2 separate regions of the Sus scrofa genome follow, and region 2 is linked to region 1. A link is a contact called in public HiChIP or PLAC-seq data. All regions are on one chromosome and are shown on one strand. The core of a region is the stretch at or near the end of the contact, and the rest is flanking DNA. Distances in the headings are between cores, read along the strand shown. Region 1 holds the start of ANAPC15 (anaphase-promoting complex subunit 15). Region 2 holds the start of FOLR1 (folate receptor 1).

What was found. HiChIP or PLAC-seq counts read pairs in DNA pulled down with a chosen protein or histone mark.
Region 2: an H3K27ac HiChIP or PLAC-seq map of alveolar macrophages shows a contact between it and region 1. The contact joins the promoter of FOLR1 here to the promoter of ANAPC15 in region 1. A contact is called at or near these places in 1 of 5 promoter capture datasets (liver), 10 of 47 Hi-C or Micro-C datasets (alveolar macrophages, blood, embryonic fibroblasts and 4 more) and 2 of 2 datasets of contacts at active chromatin or transcription factors (alveolar macrophages and skeletal muscle).

Annotation. Positions count from the first base shown.
Region 1 is chr9:6,687,589-6,691,964 of Sscrofa11.1, forward strand. ANAPC15 (anaphase-promoting complex subunit 15) reads right to left here and starts at 2,325. Exons shown (of 5, transcript XM_013999278.2): 1 at 1,619-2,325; 2 at 555-638. The coding sequence starts at 1,711.
Region 2 is chr9:6,743,604-6,747,979 of Sscrofa11.1, forward strand. FOLR1 (folate receptor 1) reads left to right here and starts at 2,474. Exons shown (of 5, transcript NM_213830.1): 1 at 2,474-2,527; 2 at 3,339-3,761. The coding sequence starts at 3,615.

The DNA of each region.
Region 1 (4,376 bases), core at 1,075-3,574:
CTAGGCCCTCAGCTCTCAGCCGGATTCTTCCCAGCTCAGGGCAAAAAGTCTGCACAGGGCAGGTCTCCAAAGTAAGGCTGGGTCATGGCCAGTGAAGCTCCCCTGCTGGGCTAGATCCTCACTCACCCAGGCCTGATGCTGCTGTTCTTGTTGCTGCAGCTCCGTCTCCTCCACACAGGGTCGATCCAGATTAAACCAGAGTGTCTCAGTCACACGGGGGAAGAGTGAGGGGAACAAGGTGGACATGGCTCCTAGACTGAGGGACAGGGTCAGGTGAATTGAGCTCTCGGATGTGTTTGGTTTTTGACCGTCATTTGGTTAGTTTGATTTGGGGATGGGGTGCCTTTGGGAAGGTAGCAAGAAAAAAGCCTCTCCTTGAGGGAATCAGACAGACCTCGGTTTGAATGCTGGCTCCACTACTAGCTGTTTGACCTTGGCTACGTCACTTAACCTCTCTGAGCCTCAGACACCATCCTCTGTAAGACAGGGACGATAATGATCATACCACCTTCACAGTTATTCTGATAACTAAGTCTTTACTAGAAAGTACTTACAGTATTTATAGGCTGTTCAAAGGAGGGAGGAGAATGGAAGCCACATGTGGAGGAATCCAGAATGCAGACTGGCATCACAAAATTCTACAGAATCGAAGATGGCAGAGCTCTGCTTGATCTTTACCTCCTCCAGACAGAGACCTACTTTCTGCTCCTCTCTGATGTTCCACGCCATACCCATCCAGTGTCAGAAATGTAGGACACTAACCACCTCCTAAACCACAGCCGAATGGTGGTATAGCTCAGCAAGACATTCTAAATGCCTGAGTAATGGATAAATAAGTAGGTGGAAGATCAAACGGATAAACTAGCATCTGAGCGAGAGAACAAGTAAATTCAGCTCAGATTAAGCAGCTGGGAGGGCTGACCAGGAAGGTCCCAGAGAATCTGAATTAGAACCTTTCAGCTCACAGGAAAACTTAGGCCCAGTGACAGGCCAACAACCAGCTTTAGGTCCCAGTGATTTGGGGCATAGAACTTTTTGGGGAGATCCAGGCCGGACACTAGACATGACCAGGAGAAAAGGACCTACGTCTAATTCTGCTTTTGCCCTAAGTTATTTGACTGATCCGGGGCCAGCCGCTGCCCCTCCGTGGACCTCGGCTGCCCGGCCCCTTTAACACGGCCCACGGAACCCACGCTCCCGTTCCTCAGGTACCAAAGGGCCAGAGAGCTCGGCTCCTTAAACCCAAACCCTCGCCGCCAAACTACCAGCCATTCTTTGTTTGTTATGATAATAACCGCGGAGTTGACCAACAGGGAGAAGACAGGGGCGGGATTCGACCAGGTATTTGCACCTATAGGGTTAATCACTAAATTGAAGAAACCCCGTGACCTGGAAGAACTGTTGAGTGACAGGAAGTGACACCAATGAGTGGCGGATCGGTGTGACGGGGTGGGGCTTAACCGCGAGAAAGCGGCCAATGAGCTGGAGCTCTTTAATGTTAACGGGAGTGTGAACAGCGAGCTCCTGAGGAGGTGGGTGCGGTGAACAGAGTTTCTCTGGAGGAGGGAGGAAAGAAGGGGTAAGGAGACAGCAGCCGCAGCCTTCCTTCTGTACTTACCGCGCCGGGAGGCGGCAGCCGGCGGCAACCCGGAAGCACTTCTCTTTGCCAGAGCGGAAGAACCCGCCAGAACTCGGGACACACCGCACGCATGCGTCTTTGGTCTTCTTTTGTTTTCTCTCTCCCGCCCACCAGACGGGAAGTGACGCTCACACGTTAGTCACGTGTTGGGCCGACCTTTGGCGAGCCGCTGCATGGCCCCGCCTTCAGCCTCAGCCAATCGGCTTCTTCGTCTCGGCCCCGCCCCGTCTGGCTTCAGGCGGTATTTGCAATGCAAAACTTCATGAAAAACAGCTGGCGGCCTCCAGCGTTAGGAATGGCACATTTTCCGGCTGCGTCCCAAGAAATTTAGTCCGCTTCTACCCCGGAGTCGCTAAGTGGTTTTATCCCCCACCTGTCTAGCTGCTCTCGCCCTCAGTTTCCTGTTGGGCGCATACATTCATACACGTATGCCTTCACCAGAAATACTTGAGTCCCTATTATATTCAATATTCCAGGCCCTCCTGGAAGCTGGAGATAAATCTAGGAACATGGTCTCTTCCCTCAAAGACCTCTGCAGTTAGTCTGTAGTCTGCAGCCCTGTAGTGGACTCACCATTCCCTTAAGATTGCCTGTCCAAGGAGTTCCCATTATGGCTCAGTGGAAGTGAACCCAGCTAGTATCCATGAGGATTCGCGTTGGATCCCTGCCCTCGCTCAGTGGGTGAAGGATCTGGTGTTACTGTGAGCTGTGGTGAGCTGGGATCCTGCATTGCTGTGGCTGTGCTGTAGGCTGGCATTGGTAGCTCCCATCTTACCCCTAGCCTGGGAACTTTGCTCTGCATCAGTGGCCCTAAAAAGCAAAAACAAAAGATTGCCTGTCCAGTTCTGCATTGGAGATTTTGTAAGGGACTGAGTGATTACTCAATCTTAGGGTCAGCATTCTGCTACTGAGACATTCAGCTGCCCTCTCCAGGCCTGGGCCAAATATGTTTAGTGGTCAGCCCTGGCACATCACTCCCACCTTCTGTTCTGTAGAGACTTCTGACTCAGCTTCCCAGTGAGCATGCCCTTCAGACCTGCTGATGCCTTCAAGCAGCAAAGTCCTTCAAATCTAACCCTTGTTAAATTCCATCACCCCCAAGACTCTGTCTCTTTTTTTTTTTTGCCTTTTGTCTTTTTAGGGCCACACCCACGGCATATGGAGCTTCCCAGGCTAGGGGTCTAATCGGAGCTGTAGCCACCGGCCTACGCCAGAGCCACAGTAACGCCAGATCCAAGCCGCTTCTGCGACCTACACTACAGTTCATGGCAACGCCAGATCCTTAACCCACTGAGCGAGGTCAGGGATCAAACCCGCAACCTTATGGTTCCTAGTCGGATTCGTTTCCGCTGCGCCACGACGGGAACTCCCAGAGTCTTTCCAGTTCCACAGTTCCACTCTTCCCCCAACCTGCTGGGTGACCCTTCATAAGCTCTGTCGCCTTATCAGGACTCAGTTTCCTCTTCAACCAGCGTCATCATCTCTGCCCAGCCTTCAGACTAATGTGAAGATTTGAGATAACACGTGTTAAGAGGTAGTGTACTGTGCATGTCAGCTGTCACTGTTGCTGAGCAGCTCTGGTTGTTACAGCTTTTTCATTAAGAGTAAAACTTGCCTGTTGCAAGTGTCCACAATTTCATTCATTCATTTCATTCATTCAACCCATACCTGCTGAATACCTTACTGTATGCCTGCCGCTACTCTAATAAAGTGTACACAATAGTGAACAAAACAAACCAAAAAACTCCTCACAGTACTTCCATTTCAATGAGAGAGAGAGAAGACAGGAAATTAAAATATATAGTTTTAAGACGGCAGTAAATACTAAGGAGGAAAAGAATCAGGGAAGTGGGAATAAAATATTGGCAGGAAAGATGTTTTATTTTATTTTGGGGGGGGCCAAGGAAGACCTTACTGGGAAGGTGACTTTGAGTAAAAGATTGGAAGAAAAAAAGAGGGGCACTGTTCTGATACTCTGGGAAGAGCCTCAGAAAACAGCAAGTGCAAAAGGCCTAGAATGGCTAGACCATAGCGTTCTACGGGGAGAGTGGGAAAAGAAGGGGGCAGAGACAGGAGCCAGACAGGTTTGCAGATCAAAATAAGGACCTTGGCCTTTACCCGATGTCGAGGATCTTGTGAAGGGTGGTGGTGTTTGTTTGTTTGTTTTTTAGAGCCACACCTGAGGCATATGGAGGTTCCCAGGGTACAGGTTGAATCAGAGCTGTGGCTGCTGGCCTACACCACAGCCACAGCCACATCAGATCCTACACTGCAGCTTGCAGCAATGCCGGATCCTTAACCCGCTGTGCGAGGCCAGGGATCAAACCCTTTGTCCTCATGGATGCTAGTCGACTCATCAGGTTCTTTCTTTCTTTCTTTTTTTTTTTTTTTTTTTTTTTAAGGGCCATACCTGTGGCATATGGAGGTCTCCAGGCTAGGGGTCAGATCAGAGCTACAGCTGCCGGCCTGTGCCACAGCCACAGCCATGCCAGATCCAAGCCGAATCTGTGACCTACACCACAGCTCACAGCAACGCCAGATCCTTAACCCACTGAGCGAGGCCAGGGATCGAACCTGCAACCTCATGGTTCCCAGTCAGATTCGTTTCCACTCTGCCACCACGACGGGAACTCCCTAGCTGGGTTCTTAACCTGCTGAGCCACAGTGGGAACGCCCTGTGAAGGGTTCTGAGCAGAGGAGCCACACAATCTGATTTACATTTTAGCAGAGTTACTCT
Region 2 (4,376 bases), core at 1,224-3,723, 56 kb after region 1:
GGCTCAGGACTTCCACATGCTGTGGGTGCAGCCCAAAATAAATAAACAAAAATTCTTTCCAGAATTTTCTTATGCAAATGCGTGTATTCTCCCTCTTCCTTTTTTTACACAAAAGATTAATTCTATTGTTGCTCTTTTGGAACTTTTTTTAAAAAAAATTGAAGTATAGTTGATACATAATATTATGCTAGTTATTATAAAATATTGGCTATATTCGCTGTACTATACAATATATCCTTGTAGCTTATTTTATATGGAACAATTTGTACATCTTAACCCCCTACCCCTATGGTGCCCCCCCTTTCTCACTACCCACTGGTAACTACTACCTGGTTCTCTTCATCTGTCTCTTTTTTGTTATATTCACTAGTTTGCTGTATTTTTTAGATTCTGCATATAAGTGATATCATAGAGTATTTGTCTTTGTCTGTCTAGCTTGCTTCACTTAACATAATACCCTCCAAGTCCATCCATGTTGTTGCAAATGACAAAATGTCATTTTTTATGGCTGAGTAGTATTCCATTACACACATATACTCACACACACACCCCACATCTTCTTTATCCATTTAGTTCTCGATGGACACTAAGGTTACTTTCATAGCTTGGTAATTATAAACAATGCTGCCACGAATATTGGCACGCATGAATCTTTTTGAATTAGTGTTTTTGTTTTTTTCAGATGTATACCCAGGAGAGGAATTACTCGGTCATATGCTAGTTCTATTTTCAATTTTTTGAGAAACCTCCATACAGTTTTCCAAAGTGGCTACACAATTTACATTGCCACCAAAGGGAATGAGGGTTCCTTTTTCTCTGTATCTTCATCAACATTTGCTACTTGTGTTTTTTGATGGCCATTCTGATAGGTGTGAGGTGATACCTCACTGTGGTTTTGATTTATATTCCCTGAGGATTAGTGAGGCTGAGCATCTTTTCAAGGGCCGTCTGCATGTTTCCTTTAAAGAAACGTCTGTTGAGGTCTTTTGCTCATTTTTCAGGCTGGTTGTTTGTTTTGTTCATGTGAAACTGTATGAGCTCTTTCTATATTTTGGATATTAATTTCTTATCAGTCATATCATTTGCAAATATCTTCTCCCATTCAGTAGGATGTCCTTTTATTTTATTGAAATGAAACCTTCCCTGTGCAAAAGCTTTTAAGTTTAGCTCCGATTTGTTTATTCTTGATTTTTTTTTTCTTTCGCTTTAGGTGACAGATTCAAAACAATATTGCTGTGACTTACGTCACAGAGTATTAAGCCTGTGTTTTCCTCTTAAGAGTTTCATGGTTTCTGGTCTTACATTTAGGTCTTTCATCCATTTTGAGTTTTTTTTTTTTTTCTTTCTTTAGGGCTGTACCTGTGGCATACGGAAGTTTTCAGGCTAGGGGTCGAATCTGAGCTGCAGCTGCCAGCCTAGACTGCAGTTCACAGCAACACTAGATCCTTTTTTTTTTTGTCTTTTTGCCTTTCCTAGGGCCGCTCCCGCGGCACATGGAGGTTCCCAGGCTAGGGGTTGAATCGGAGCTGCATCCGCTGGCCTACACCAGAGCCACAGCAACGAGGGGTCTGAGCCACGTCTGCGACCCACACCACAGCTCACGGCAACACTGGATCCTTAACCCACTGAGCAAGGCCAGGGCTCAAACCTGCAACCTCATGGTTCCTAGTTGGATTCGTTAACCCCTGAGCCACGACAGCAACTCCCAACACCAGATCCTTAACTCACTGAGCAAGGCCAGGGATTGAACCTGCGTCCTCATGCATACTAGTTGAGTTCATTACTCCTGAGCCACAACAGGAATTCCTTGAGTTTCTTTTCATATATTGTGTTAGACAATGTTCCAATTTCATTCTTTTACATGCAGCTGTCCAATTTTCCCAGCACTACTTATTGAGGAGGCTGTGTTTTTTTTTGTTTGTTTTTGTTTGTTTTCCTTCTCAGGGCCGCACCTGCAGCATATGGAGGTTCCCAGGGTAGGGGTCCAATGGGAGCTCTTGCTGCCAGCCTACACCACAGCCACAACAATGGAGGATCCAAGCCACATCTGCGACCTACACCACAGCTCGTGACAAATGCCGGATCCTTAACCCACTGAGCGAGGCCAGGGATCCAACCTGCAACCTCTTGGTTCCTAGTCGGACTGGTTTCCGCTGCGCTGTGACTTGACTTGACCGGAGAGACTGTTTTTTCTACAGCGTCTCCTCCTGCCTCTCTTTTGTTGTGGTGTAATTGACCAGAAATGCACACACCTTCCTTCTCTCACTTAACAATACACTTGGAAAGTTTTGCATTTTCATTTATCAAGGGCCTTCTCATTCTTTTTCACCAGGTTAAATCTCATGGGGTGTAGGACTATATTTCTTTAACTGGCCTGAAACTGAAAGACAAGCTGTTTCCTAGACAAAGACGCGGCCTGCCCTGACAGAGGCCGGGTCAGGATGACTTAGAAAAGGGTGTGACGAGTCAGGGAGACACTGCTTCCGAGTGGGCCTCCAGGTGGGCCTCCAGGAGGGCCGAGGCAGAGGTAAGGGCAGGACCGGGAGGAAAGGTGCGGATGGGAGGTAGGAGGTGAGAAGCAAGGTAGGGCTCCCCTGGTCTCCGGGGATCCTGCTTTCTCTGCGGACTCTGGCTCTGGTGCCCCCACCCCCACAGCTCGGGCTCAGTTTCTCCTCCATGTGACCCTGACCCCCCGGCCTCCGCTTTGTCTAGGCCTGGCTCTGCCCTGGGAACTTCCCAAGACCCCTCCGTGGGGGTGGGAAGATGCAGGGGCTGGGGGCTGCCCCTGGGGATCTGCGCTCTCACGGGCTTTCCACATACCCCTCCCCCTCCTCCAGGCTCCCCTGGCATGTGGTCCAGGACCTTAAGCAAGAACCCAATGGCTGAATGGCCTTCACATCGCCCCCCCCCCCCAACCCCCGCCCCGTCAGCTTCCCTGTCTGCCTCACCAGCCAGTCTCTGGGTACCTAAACCTAAGCTGCCTTGGGCTGGCGGGAGGGCTGAGGAAGCAGAAGCAGAGGCCGGCCAGCGCCCCTCCTCTCAGTCTGCAACCCCATCAGCAGCTCAGCAGAGGTCAGCCGGTGGTTCCTCTTTTTTTTTTGCTATGGAACTTCTACAGCTAGGAGTTGAATCGGAGCTACAGCCACCAGCCTACACCACTGCCACGGCAACGCCAGATCCAAGCCGCATCTATGACCTGCACCACAGCTCAGGGCAACGCCAGATCCTTAACCCACGGAGCGAGGCCAGGGATCACACCCGCATCCTCATGGATACTAGTGTGGTTTGTTAACCACTGAGTCACGAAGGGAACTCCCTCTGTGGTTCCTCTTATGCAGGAGCCTCTGCCTGTGGGTGAAGCACTGGCTGGCGAACTCCGGAAGGGGAGGTCCGGAGAGGTGGTGCCTCCCCCCGCAGCAAAGCTCAGACTGCACTGTCCTCAGGTGGCAGTGGTGTCCTACCACTTGGCACAGACCTCCACGGGCCCTTCATCGCTTGGCTCCACTGTGCTGTGGGGTAAGCGGCGCGGGGAGGGACGACGATCTGGGCTTGGAAGGGAAACAGGAAATCTGGCCAAGAAGCTTACGGCAGCTTTCTGGCAGAAGTGGATCAACATGGCCTGGCGGCTGACGCTCTTCGTGCTCCTGGGTTTGGTGGCTGCTGTGGGGGGCGCCCGGGCCAAGTCGGACATGCTCAATGTCTGCATGGATGCCAAGCACCACAAGCCAAAGCCAAGCCCGGAGGACAAGCTGCACGACCAGGTGAGGAGGGAGAAGGGCCTGGGGTTGGGGAGGGGGCTGGCCCCCAAAAGGGAAGAAGGCAGGGGGTTGGAAAGAGCAGCTTTGGGGGTGATGGAGGCAGGAGGGTGGCTGAGGTGATCTTGGTGGCCCTCTCCCAGGAGGCCACCACGGCGACACTAACGCGGGGACTATTGATCAAGCACCCACTACGGGCCAAGTGTTTTCCTCCCATCTTGTTGGTAAATATGCCCAAAGCGCTTGACAAATGAGGACACTGGCCAGAGAGTGCACAGGGACACGTGGGAACAGAGGCTGGGGATAGGCAGGCGCCAGGAGAGGGGCTGGTGGCACCTTTCCCAACTTTCATGCTGTGCCAGTCCACGGAGCTCAAAGTCCAGGTAGAAGAAGAGGCAGGTCCCTCACGGTCATGATGCAACAAGTATCTACCCACAGGCCAGGTCCCCACCCCCATCAGGTTCTGAAGAGTCAGTGACACGTCAGACAGGCTGCGAGGACCTCCAAGGAGGGCCACTGGCCTGGGCCATGGAGGCTGAGTAAGAGTTTTCCAGGAAGACAAAGCAGGAAAAGGCAGCCTGGCAGAGGACAGCAGGTCCTCGGACGAGGGGTGACAGCACG